Regions from separate parts of the Mus musculus genome. Here all the other regions are linked to region 1. Evidence: chromatin contacts called from public HiChIP or PLAC-seq and capture Hi-C data. All regions are on one chromosome and are shown on one strand. Each heading gives the region's core, a stretch centred on a gene start, on an enhancer-like site or on the middle of the called end of the contact. The rest is flanking DNA. Distances are from core to core; before and after follow the strand shown. Region 1 overlaps Grip1 (glutamate receptor interacting protein 1). Region 2 holds the start of Irak3 (interleukin-1 receptor-associated kinase 3). Region 3 has its middle 23 kb from the start of Helb.

What was found. HiChIP or PLAC-seq counts read pairs in DNA pulled down with a chosen protein or histone mark. Capture Hi-C pulls out chosen DNA fragments and counts their contacts.
Region 2: an H3K4me3 HiChIP or PLAC-seq map of embryonic forebrain shows a contact between it and region 1, with 4 times the contacts expected there. The contact joins the promoter of Irak3 here to the enhancer-like site in region 1. A contact is called at or near these places in 5 of 115 datasets of contacts at active chromatin or transcription factors (astrocytes, embryonic basal ganglia, embryonic forebrain and 2 more).
Region 3: a contact with region 1 is called in a capture Hi-C map of embryonic stem cells, with 2.7 times the contacts expected there. The contact joins two enhancer-like sites. A contact is called at or near these places in 1 of 484 Hi-C or Micro-C datasets (cerebral cortex), 7 of 115 datasets of contacts at active chromatin or transcription factors (astrocytes, craniofacial prominence, embryonic basal ganglia and 4 more) and 1 of 9 other capture datasets (embryonic stem cells).

Annotation. Positions count from the first base shown.
Region 1 is chr10:119,689,990-119,694,204 of GRCm38.p6, forward strand. The region is part of intron 1 of Grip1 (glutamate receptor interacting protein 1); the gene reads left to right. Among named protein-coding and RNA genes, the nearest start is that of Gm46207, 55 kb to the right of the region's middle. Within about 2 kb of position 1,997, at least 104 of the 459 cell types and tissues checked have an H3K27ac peak or open chromatin away from gene starts, as enhancers often do. A contact at or near this core is called in astrocytes, embryonic basal ganglia, embryonic forebrain and 3 more, where this site is marked.
Region 2 is chr10:120,199,568-120,203,782 of GRCm38.p6, forward strand. Irak3 (interleukin-1 receptor-associated kinase 3) reads right to left here and starts at 2,030. Exons shown (of 12, transcript NM_028679.4): 1 at 1,760-2,030. The coding sequence starts at 1,892. Gm38500 (predicted gene, 38500) reads left to right here and starts at 2,023. Exons shown (of 3, transcript NR_166661.1): 1 at 2,023-2,282; 2 at 2,535-2,628; 3 at 3,381-4,215.
Region 3 is chr10:120,133,914-120,138,128 of GRCm38.p6, forward strand. No RefSeq gene overlaps it. Among named protein-coding and RNA genes, the nearest start is that of Helb, 23 kb to the left of the region's middle. Within about 2 kb of position 2,423, at least 24 of the 459 cell types and tissues checked have an H3K27ac peak or open chromatin away from gene starts, as enhancers often do. A contact at or near this core is called in embryonic stem cells, where this site is marked.

The DNA.
Region 1 (4,215 bases), core at 747-3,246:
GTTGTAATGAAACACCATGACCATTATAAGAGCAAGCTGGGGAGGAAAGGGTTTATTTGACTCACACTTCCACAGCACTGTCCATCATTGAAGGAAGTCAGGACAGGAACTCACACAGGGCAGGAACCTGGAGGCAGGAGCTGATGCAGAGGCCATGGAAGGATGCTGCTTACTGGCTTGCTTCGCACCATACAGTCATCTTTCTTATACTACCCAAGACCAGTAGCCCAGGGATGGTCCCGCCCAGGGTGGCCTGGGCCTTCCCCACCCATCCCTAATTGATCTCAAGTTTACCTGCAGCCTGATCTTATGGAGGCATTTTCTCAATTGAGCCTCCTTCTTCTCTGAGGACTTTAGTGGACATAAAACTATCCGGCTCGCTCTGTTTTCAGGAACAATGGCATAGGAAAGACTTGGTATTTCATGCAAGTGACTCTTGGGTAGACAAGATAATCTCTTAATTAGCAGCAGAAACTGTCTACTCCCTGCCCCAACCTTGTTCAGTTGATAAGCTGTGGCCTGGAACCAGTCCTGCGGCTTCTTTTCTTCCCCGAGGAGGGCTACGCACCCTTGTGTAGTGCTCTTAGGCTGATTTGAGAGACCATGCTGCTACTCACTTACTGACCTGTTATTCAAAGTCTCGACTGCACATCTGCAAGCCTCTGCGTAATTGGTTTTAATTGTTCTGCTTTGGTTGAGGAAGCCAGAATAATAACAAAAAGATTCAGAACCTAAGGACGGTGATTTTTGTTGTTGTTGTTGCTGTTGTTTAAAGATGTTCATGAAATGTTTTATAGCATCTTTCTGTCAGCATCGTTAGGTCTGTGTCTCTCGACACAAATCCAGCCTTCTCCAGCATGCAGAATGAGAAACCTCAAAGCATAGGGGAAATTCATGGGAGGATTGCATGTGACTGCACACACTTCAGAGCCAGAACATTCCTGGTCGGTAAATATTTGACTTCCTAAATAAAATTGTCCCGCCTTCATTATGAGCAATCTATATCTGAAAACTGAGCCCTGTCTAAATGCAGGAGAGAGACCAATTGCCTGTGAACCCAACGACAAGTAGTGGGAGTACAGCCAGCCCCCTTGGGGTGGCTTGCACACTCGTTATGATATGGTTATTGAACAACCATTATTCCGTCACAAGGCATTTCTTTAAATTACAATTCTGGGAACAAGGAGCTGAGGAATATCATTAGTCCGCTAGGTAATAGGCTGACATGTGAGTGATGAATTAGACTGGGAACCAAATGACTTGTTCCTCCTGTTAGGAACCCCCATCCATGCGGAGACCCTCTGAAGAAAGACCCTAGAGGAGGGAGTGTTACACAGGAGTCATGTTTTCCCATGTAGCCTCTAGGGAACTTCGGTCCTTTGGACTCAAGTATTTTTGATAGAGTTGGGGGTTTTGTTTTTGTTTTTAAGTTGTTTGTGAATTTTGAAGATAAGGATAAAGGCTTGGACACATTCAATTCAGAGTGGAGTTTCATCTGCCTCTCAGCTCCTGTGTTTTATTGTTAAGCGGTGTGACACCTCTCAGCCTGAATCAACCTGGAGTTCCAAGTTGGATTGTTTGTGTTCCCTTTCCCTGACACCACGCTGCTGGCCGCCGGTCCCTTTACCAGTCCCTTTATTTGCTGTTCCTAAGCCTATGAGAGGCTTCTCTGAGAAGCGCATTTTAATATTTAGATCAAACAGCGATTGGAATACATTAATGCCCAGTGGGTTTGAAAGCAGCTGCTGAGCCTTCTCCCTGCTGCTCCAATTAACACATGCAGCACGCTCAGTCAGCAAGAGGGCTGTGCGTATGGGTGAAACCACTTTGCAAGATCACTAGTGTGGCTTGCCAGAGAGCCGAAGGGTTAACCAGCCTTCCCTACTCCTAAACCGCAGCTTTCTAGGAAGTTTTCCATCCGGCTGCTGTGCTTTGAGCAGAGGAATGCTAATAGGAGTGGGCAGGATTAGCAGGTGGGCAAAGCCAGGCTCTCCCTACTTTGGTTCAGTCCATTGACTAGCGCGCTTCCCCACCCCCGCTCGGTGATGGAGGTGTGGGGTAGTGACATTTTAGTGCTGGGATGCCTCTTGCTTCAAGCTGCATATCTTGAACTTTTGTTTGGTTCTGAAACAAGTTGAAGCCCACAGCTTCGCGGGTTATTTTTCCCCTTTTCCTTCTTTAATTGATATCTTTTATCATAATCTTACTTTTTTTCTCTAACCCACCCATCCTTAAAAAAAAAAAAAAATAGGAGAATTGTCAGTTTCTTGGGCTAAAAGAGAAGTCTTCCCAAGCTACTCCCACGTCGCTGTTGTGTTTTCTCCTGCTGTGGCTGAACTCTCTCAGCCTTGATGGGCACAAGGAGAAAGGCTGGAGGGTGATGAGTCCCGGTCCCCGGGCTTGGTGAGGGTCATTCATGCTCCACCGGCTTGAAGAGCAGCTGGGCTCTCGGCTCTGCTGCTGGCTGCGCCTCTGCCGCGGCTGCCCCGGGAGCCAGTCATGGACCGCTTCCTGGGATTTGTCAAGCAGATTCGGAGATCTAGGAGAAGAAAGGGGAAAAAGTACCGGCCGGAAGAGGACTACCAGGAGGGCTACGAGGATGTCTATTACTATGCTTCGGAGCATTTTCGAAGTAAGCGCTTCCCACCACCACCCCTCCCCTTCCTGGTCCTTCTCACATGCACCGGCTAACAATAAACCTTGCCTGCTTCTTTCCTTTACTCTTAGAGGCAAAAGACTTTCCAGATGGTGTTCTTGGGAAGTGCTAGATCCATCCTGCTTGATTTGTTGAGTGTATGGCCACCGGATCATACCGAGACGCTATTACCAGTGCGGGTCTATACAGAGGTTAAAATTGTAGGTGGAATCGATTGACTCTGTTACTTTAAGGAGCCGTTCGAAAAAGTGTCTTGTAGGTTGGCTAGAATATGTTCTGTTGAAGTTGTAATTTCTTTTCAATCATCTCATGTGCGTGTTGTTTTTTTCTCTCCTTTCGAGATAGAGGAGGTTGATTTGTTTGAAAGTCATTGTTCGTGTTGGAGTTGCTGCTCAGGCTTAATGCTCACCGTCCCAACTTCTGGACAGTTCCCTGGGATGAAGTGTGTGTTGTTTGTACTCTGAAGGTTCAAATGCTTTTTTTCTGATGCTTGTTCATAACCTTGTTATTAAGTTAGGGGAACTGGCTTGCCGTCAGTAGCAGTAGCAATACCTGTAGAATAAAAACAAAAACCACCCACATGGAGACCTTTGTAAATTGACTTTAAAATAGCGGAGGACTAAATTTTTTCTTGTACCTGTCAGGGCTCTAGGTTCCTGGCGAGGCTTAGACGGGTCCCCTTAGATTTAAAATGCTCAGAAATGCCTCAGGGTGAAGAGAGAACGCATTTCCCTGCCAAGATCACTGTGTTTATGTGCCCAGATGAAGGGGAGGCAGGCGACAGCTATGTGTGATCTACATTTTAAAAATTAAAAATCATTCCCTATCTTTTTGAGCAAGGATCATCATGAACTTGTACCCGTATCCCATTTTTTCCCCTTCTGGCTTTTTGAAGTCTAACCATGGCTGTGTCGTATTTATACCTTCTGAGCACTGTCTAATAAATAATTTAGCTCCCAATTTCTGTGGCACTGAAAGCCAGGGGAATTATTTCTCCGTGACAAACCCCCTGCTGTGATTGATGGAGGCTGAGGGGTGAAAACTCACTCACATGGTAGCAGTAACACAATGATGCAAATTGTAGTCCTTTGATATTTGCCTGAACAGTAGTGCCATAATGCTCTTTCAGAGCGTCCTCTGAGTTTTGGAGGTATTTTCATGTTATAATGCTTTTTTTCACGAATAATCTATTATATTATAGTGTAGTGACAGTCTATATCTCCTAAATTTAGCTTCCCTGATATATCCTCAAATTTAACTAAGATTTGTGGCACATCACACACACACACACACACACACACACACACACACACACACACGCCCAGCTTGCATGAGGAAGAAGTCTGAAATGTAGAAAGTGGGACAAGAGCTTAAAAACATTGCTTGGGCTGCTATTCCTTGAACACATTTCTTGTAATCAATACACACCAAGGCTCATCCACACCCTCTGTGATTTGCACTGTGTGATTGCAGTGTGTGTGCGCACAACCTGACTCAAAGTCTTCCAAAATGCTTGCAGTCTCCTCGTGTTGCTGAGGCTTTTCGTGTCTAAAATAAAT
Region 2 (4,215 bases), core at 780-3,279, 510 kb after region 1:
TATGACTGAACAATTACCCTAAGCCCATTCTCCAAACCATTTTTACATAACTGTTACAGTTTCAGAAATTATAAGCATATTGTTTGCCAACCACAAAGGAAAAAAACCACTATTTTAGATAAAGCTGCTTTAAAATACTCATGTGTATTTTCAAGTAACATTAACTACAACAGCATGAGTTATCATCTAACTCCAAAGAGAACACTTGTATTTAACAAAGCATAGACTTTGCCTGAGCTTTTTGTTTGTTTGTTTGTTTGTTTGTTTTTCGAGACAGGGTTTCTCTGTGTAACCATGGCTGTCCTGGAACTCACTCTGTAGACCAGGCTGACCTTGAACTCAGAAATCCGCCTGCCTCTGCCTCCCAAGTGCTGGGATTAAAGGCGTGCGCCACCATGCCCGGCTGAGCTTTTTTGTTACTATATCACCACTTTACAATATGTAGTTGCTCAGTTTACCAAATCTGCATAAAATGGATATTTGAAGATAACTTTTGAGATTAATATGAAGAGGCTTTCTTTACAATTTTATTGCAGTAGATTTGGCAAATAAGCAAAAAACATTTAATTAAGAAAAGTGGAAATCGGGGCTGGAGAGATGGCTCAGTGGTTAAAGAGCACTGACTGCTCTTCGGAAGGTCCTGACTTCAATTCCCAGCAACCACATGGTGGCTCACAACCATCCGTAACGAGATCTGGTGCCCTCTTCTGGAGTGTCTGAAGGCAGCTACAGTGTACTTACATATAATAAATAAATCTTAAAAAGAAAGAAAGAAAGAGAGAGAGAGAGAGAGAGAGAGAGAGAGAGAGAGAGAGAGAGAGAGAAAGGAAGAAAGAAAGAAAGAAAAGTGGAAATCACATCCACCGCAAACAGCATTTCCCTTATAGATTATTGGAGACTTATTGGAAACAGCGAAGTGGGTTATGCATGCCATCTGAGTTCTGTCCCAGGATCCCGTGGTGGAAGGAGAGAACTGGTTCCTGGAATTTGTCTTCTAGATGCGGGAGGAGTGTGGGATACACACACAAAAAACACCAAAGAATAGATATCTTAAAGTTCTAAAAGAAAGGAAGGAAGGAAGGAAGGAAGGAAGGAAGGAAGGAAGAAGGAAAGGAGAAAAGAAAGAAAGAAAGAAAGAAAGAAAGAAAGAAAGAAAGAAAGAAAGAAAGAAAGAAAGAAAGAAAGGAAGGAAGGAAGGAAGGAAGGAAGGAAGGAAGAAAGAAAGAAAGAAAGAAAGAAAGAAAGAAAGGAAAGAAAAGAAAGTAAGTTTGCTTTTTGTTTTTGAGATGGCGTCTCATGTTTCCCAAGCCAGCTAGGAACTCTCTACAAGGAGAGGATGCTCTTGAGCATCTGTCCTGCCTACTTCTACCTCTCAATGACTGGCACTACCACTGTCTGTTTTATTCCAAGCTAGGGAATCGAACATGCAGCTTCATACATCTATAGGTAAGCACTCTAGCAACTGAGCGGCATCTCAAAAAAGAAGTTATAATATTAAAAAAATCTGATGTAGGGGTTGTAGAGCCAGTAGCCATGCCCTGCATACGGTAATATTTGCATACTGCTGCGCACACTGCAAACCGAGTGAAGCGAGAATCTCTTCCCAGCACGGGATGCTTTCTTGACATCTGACATACCCAATCCCCTAACTTGATACAGCAGTACCCCACTGTCAGAGAGGGAAGGAGAGTGAGTGGCAGGTCCCCGGGTTTGCTGAGTCCCTCGCGGGGGAGGACCGGCAGGTCTGAGTCGCACTCACCCAGGCCCCGCCAGCCGAGCGGGCCATCGCAGCTGTCCAGGATCCCGCAAAGCTCTCCCAGCAGTGCGGGCGGCAGGTCGAAGAGCAGCAACTGTGGCGACAGCGCGCCACGGGCCCCGCACCGGCCGGCCATCGCGGAGTCCCGGGACCCCACGCAGAGAAGCAGGGAGGTCGCCGCTGTCACCGCCTTTCACAACCGCGGAAATTCAGCTCCACGACGGCTGCCCGGAGCTTGCAACACGCCGTCGCAGGGCGGGCCCCACGTGACGTAGGGAGCCGCTCCCCAGGGATGCGCCCTGCGAGACCTGGGCTGCCCTTGCTCCTAGCCGCTGTCCCGCGACCCTGCGCGCCGCACCCCAGGTCATCTTTGTTATGAACCGTTCTGTCCGTCCCCGTCTTGGGACATGACCCAGGAGACCAGCCAAGAAAATGAGGGCGGGGAACAGCGGCTGGAATCCGGGAAAGCCGCCACCCCTCTGCTGCTCTGGGACGGGCGGCCTCCTGGCCACGATGGATCTAAGAGGTTTGTGTTACATCTTTTAAAGTTTCTCTTTGTCCCGTCAGGAAAGAAATGCGTGCTCACCGAGAAACACGTTTTTGCCAAATAACTTTAAACGGAAGGAAACGTGTACACGCCGGGCGAAATGGACATAAAAAGAAAACCACAACAAACAGGCCAAACCTGGGCAAACAAACTGCTCATCCTTGCTGCAGAAGGCAACCCCTGCCGTCGTGCCGCTTGGTTTTACTACAGTCTCCCTTTCTTTCCTCGCAGTGCTTCAACGAGTTTGCAAAATGAAGTTTAGGAAACATTGGCTGGTGTGTTGAAATATTCTACCGTTTATGCTGTAATGACCACCGCAGGAACGGTACGGATACTACTGACAAAGGAGGTGGGAAAATGAAGTGGGAGATTTTATGATAACCAGGCACTGAAAAACAAACTCCTGTTTCAATCCCCTGAGCTTGTCTTTGGAATGGCGCCCCCTGGCGGTCAGCAGCAATGGTGCCTGGGCATTCAGTACCCACAGTGGCAAAGTTAGAACTGTTTGAGCAAAACTTCTTAAGTCTCCTCATTCTAAGGACTACGGTTTTATCAGGCTACACCCCAAAAAGGGTCTCTATGCCACCATGCTGAGCATCAGAGGGAGAGAAGATTGATACAGGGTTCTTTTTGACTTTCTAGACCAGACAAAAGCAACCTGAGACGTGTGCCTGCACAGGAAATCGCCATGTGTGGTTGTGTTAGCTTTCTGACAAAATGCCCCCACCGAGCAGCTTCAAAAGAAGAAGTTGTTTGGTACACAACCTCGGAACTTCAGTCCATGGTTGCTTGACCCCAATGTCTTTTGAGGTCTCTGAGAAGCCAAAGTGTCATAGCGTAAGTGATCCATGGCGGCAGGAAATGAGAGAGAGGGAGGGAGGAAGGGGGACAGGGCCAGGGTACCAAATTCCCTTCAAGGGATCTGATTTATTTGCACTAAGACCTATCTGGTTCCGGTTCAGTCGCCTATCAGCACTGTAGGCTGGCAAGCAAGCTTTTAGTATATGGGCAGTCAGAGGATGTTTAATATCCTCACTATAACAATAACAGTAACACTCAAAATGTTTGCATCACCAGGTCTTCTAATGCGGCATGAGGCAAGGAGAAAGAGATTGGGGGCAAGATACACCCTCCAAAGCCACGCCTCCAATGACATAATCCATCCGTGAAGTCAGTGTCTGTGAGCTGCTTACCTCTACACTACACTACACTACACTACACTACACTACACTACACTACACTACACCAGCTGGGAACCACGTGGCCAAGCGTGCACTCTCAGTGCTTCCTGTCCACGCCATAATAAACGTGTTTCTCATCTCTAGAGGTGAACCATCTAGACCCCTAGATAAGTCTCATCTTTTCTTAGCGGCTCTGGATCCTAAAACCCTTTCCTTCTAACAGAAGGGTATGCGAGCAGCCGTTGTTGTCTGTCTCTGAGATTTTAACTTTGCTTCACTCGCCTGGCTCATCTCCATCACAATTTAAATACGATACTAATTTTTCGGCCTTCAAAACAAAATGTTCTGCATCTTTCTTCCTCATAGAGTTGTGTAGTCTCACCATCACTTTCTCTTACCCTACTCTCAATCGGGCCACTTTGCACCCCTCAAACGGTTCTCCTCAGTGCCACCCAAGTCTTTCTTGCACAGCATTGGCACTCACATCCTCTGGGCAGCCTCAGTCCTATTACTATCTGTCGCTGTCAATTGAAAAACGAAGCTTGAAGAAAGATGCCGTCATGAGCTAGGAGAGCTTCATTCTACAAAGGGAGACTGTGATAAGAAGGGCTCGGCTCCCTCAGTATGTTGCTTGCCTTCTTTCTTGCGTTAAGATCCCTTCAATGCAAGCTGCTTGACGCTCTCAAGTAACTTCTCAGTCGCATTCTGAGGCTGGCCAGACATGGCTACTC
Region 3 (4,215 bases), core at 1,173-3,672, 440 kb after region 1:
TGGCACGCAGCCTGCTCTCCCGCACTGAGCCAGACGTGATGGTTGTCCCAGCAAGGCAAGTGCTGTAACAAATTAGGCCTCATTTCCTGAATTCTTGCTTGGGGGTCATTATCTTCAATATCTTATAATAATCTCTCCCAGAGAACAACGACCAAAAAGCCTTGTCTGCATTTTTTATGGCTAGCAATACCAGCAGTTAATAAATGTAAAGAGCTACAGTCGTGAACTATTATTACAGGAATTAATATGTTAAGTAGAGAGACAGCAGAACCAGGCTCCTTACATGGGAAACTGTCAGACAGATACGGTCCTCACTGCCTCATCAAACCCCTTCACAGAAAACCACGAGAATTAACCTTTACGTTGTTCTAGTAATGACAGTCATTTTAGGTAGGAGTAACACATGCCAATTATACAGAATTTAGAAATTACAGGTAAGCAAAAGGAAAGACATCTCTACACCCACTTTCTTTGAGATAGTTATATTTTCTTCTAGTCTTCCTCTACTGTCATGCATTCATATGTTTTCTTTTTCGCAAAAATAGACACTGATTTTACACTGCAGGGTGCAGGCAGACCTGGTGCTGGAGAAGGAGCTGCGAGCTCTGTCTTTGATCCACAGGCGGCAGGAAGTGAACTGATTTGAGCTTCTGAGACCCCCAAGCCCATCCCCCAGTCATGCACCACGCACCACGCACCTCCTGCAACAAAGCCACACCTCCTCTAAGGCATTTTATCACGGTAATGGGAAAGTAACTAAGACGTAAAGTAGTAAAATATTGTGGCTCCCCATAAAGGGCGCAGACCTTCTGGAAGGAAAGCTCAGCGCCCTCCCACAGGGGAAGGAGATGAAATAACTGAAGGTTAATCTTGTGTGGGCTGGACAGTGATAGCTGGCAAGCCCTCCAGCCATGCTTGTGAGGAACTTTCTAGTAGACACTGAAGTTGAACGAGGACACCATGAAGAGGCGATTCCCCTCATGAATACAGATAGCCATCACGCCGACGGCCATGATTGAACGGAAGTAAAGGAAGGGGAGGGGCAAACTGCTGAGTCTCCTCAGCAACGGGACAGCCAGCCATCTCTCCTGTCTTCAGGTGGAGTATTTCTATTTCTCTGTCCTTCTGAGTCCGGGACCGGTGTCTTACCTGTTCTCAGAGCCCAGACTGAGTTACTCCACTGGCTTGCGAGCGTCTCACTTTACAGATGTCAAATGATGGGGCATCTTAGCTTTCCTAATCATGGAAGCCAGCTACTAAAGGCCTTTCCTCTTATTTATCTATAGATACTCCATTGGTTCCGCTCCTCTGGAGAGCACCGACTAATATGATATTGATTTACCAGCTGAGAGAGAAAAGGACCAGGAAGGGCTGATGAAAGGAGCCGGCTAGAAGTAGAATTTTCAACCAATGACAATGTAGTGATGTTCTGTAGCTAGAGCAGCCAGCCATACATGCTTACTTCTGATTTTCCTTGTACTTACTTGCAAAAATTAATCTGGAAGATATAACTTAAAAAAATAAAAGAAAAGGTAATGCCATCTAGAGGTAGAAGCTAATGAGAATTTGTGTCACGTTTTTCATATATATATGCATATATATATGTGTGTGTGTATATATATATTATATGTGCATGTATATGCATTCCCATCCATAGGTGTATGTACATTGCACATGTATGTGGAGATCAGCGTTCGATACGGGGTGTCTCTCTTGATGCTCTCTGTTTTATTTACTGAGGCAGTTCTTTTGTTGAACACCTATGTCCCTGATTGATGTGCTTGCCCAGAGTCCTCCTGTCTTTGCCTTCCAGTTGGACTACAGAGAGGTCAACCTCATTTCTGAGCATTTTTATGGGTACTTACTAACACTCCAGTCTTCAGGCTTGCAAAAAGGTTTTATCCACTGAGCCACCTCTCCAGGTTCATGTCACCTATTTTAAGAGAACGTGAGCCTCGTCCTCATTCAAAATTGCATAATACAATTACCACCCCTGGAAATTTAAATATGTGGTAGACAAGCACATTTGAGTGCTTAATAAGTTAAAGGGCCGGAGTTGTCTGTTGGGCCATGTGATAGCTGCTCTTGGTTGTCAACTTTGCTACATCAGGAATTAACCAAAACCCAAGCTATTGGGTATACCTGTGAGGGAATTTCTTGACTGGTTCATTCCAGGTGGGAAGACACGCCCCCCTCCGCCCCCTTTAGCCAGGCCACACCTTCTACCGGCAGCCAATGCAAAGAACATGGACCAGGAAGCTCTTGTTCGTTCCCCACTTCCCCACACACTTGCCAGCGCGTTCCTTCCTTCACTGGCACTGGAATTACTTCTGGATTCCAGCCAGAGGCTCCCCTAGGCTAGCAGGGAGAGGCACTGTTAGGAGGCGTGGCATTGTTGGAGGAAGTGTGTCTCTCAATTCACTTCCTGCTACCTTCGGATCAAGATGTACGACTCTGAGCTCCGTCTCCAGCACCATGTCTGCCTGCGTGCCACCGTGCTTCCTCTTTGAGAATAATGGGCCTCTGATCTGTAAGCCAGACCCAATTAGATGCTTTCCTTTATGAGTTGTCATGGTCATGGTGTCTCTTCACAGCAATAAAAACCCTAAGGCATAGTCTATACACATAAATGTTAATCAGTGTTTGATTCATATGATCTAGAGCCAGTGGGGACTACGATGGCTAAAGAAACTCCATTAATGCTAGGCAGCCATCTTGGTACCCATCAGCCATTTGTCTCTGACTTCAGTCCCTGGAAGATAAGTTCCCAGTAACCTGGCCCAGTGATCCCACCCAGTCTTGTCCATGTATAAGCCTTGACTATCTACTTGCTACAATATGGCTAACTGCATTTTTGGCTTCTGTAATTTGCTTATACAGACACCCAATGGTCATTTTGGGGTCTCCTTGATGGAACAGACCAGTTTTTACTTGCTTTCATAGATAGTGAAGGTCTTCTTGTGGTTTTTGCCTTTAAAAGACCTTTTCCCACACCCTCCTTCATGACATGTCTGAGATTCAGCTTTAAGCCTGTCATCCTGCTAGGAGCTAATCAATAGATCCCTTAATTATAATTGAATTGAGTCTGTGGTCTTTTCCCAGGGGTCAGGACATGACATCATGACGTCCAATTGTTTCTGCTCATTCCTGTTCCTCCCTTCTTTTGTACTTTAGGGAAGAATTCTATTTCCTCCATGAACTTGACAGCCGGCTTCTCCTTAAGAACATGGAAGGGATGGCGATACCTTTTCTTCTTCTGCTTCTAAATGAGCCCTAACAGCGATGATAGGGGCATAAAGAGCGGCCAGTTCTTGCTTCCTCCTCCGCAGAAGCATTAGTAGTTGGCACTCAGCAACACAGCAGCCCCCAGCTCTTAGGTCTGCCTATTTCCTGTCATCCTTAAAAGTAGAGAAGTGTCAATAATCTCTGGGTAAATTCATATCCTCATTTCTTCTAGTTCTAGATATTTTACCACTTTAATAATTAATTCCTAATCTTCATTTCCTGTTTGAAATACCAAGTAGGTGTACTATTTCTTTGAAAGGCCAACCACTAATCCAGACAAATGCAAACCCCAATTCAGGCAAAGGGAAACTTAGAATAGGAGGGAATCGAAAGGGACTGTGGGTCCTCGATGAGACCTTTTCCCTGGGAAACAATGAACGGTGCCGTTCAGCTCATTCAAATGATTACTGACGCCCAGATGATAGCGCCGGGATGCGAGGTGGAGAGAAAGATGGGGTAGCGCCAGCAAGTTCTTCTAAAATTCAGCGGTTATTTTTTCATTAGGTAAATGCATTTTAATAGCCTATATAGGCTGTGAGTAAACACATAAATTATTTTCCTGTCTTCCGAGTGCTAGACAAATGCATGATGAAAATGTCAGTGATTGCTCTGCCTCCTGTCTCCACCAAAGCCTTAGCGCTGTCAGCAGGGGATTAATATAAACAGGCATATTGGCTTCGTACCCATGGCCTGCTGCAATCTTATATTTTTCTGAAGGCTATATAAAATAGAAACGGTAAGAGGTCAGAGATTAATATTTACCCTTGGCTGAAGTCAGTACAACTCTTTTTTTTTTTTTTAATCTTAAATTAAAAACCATAAAAGAGAGGTAAGACAAGATTCCGTGTCTGGCAGCCCCACTATACAATTTGCTGCTTACTTTCAGGATGACATGAAATTATCATCAGTAGTAGGATAACCAGAGACTAT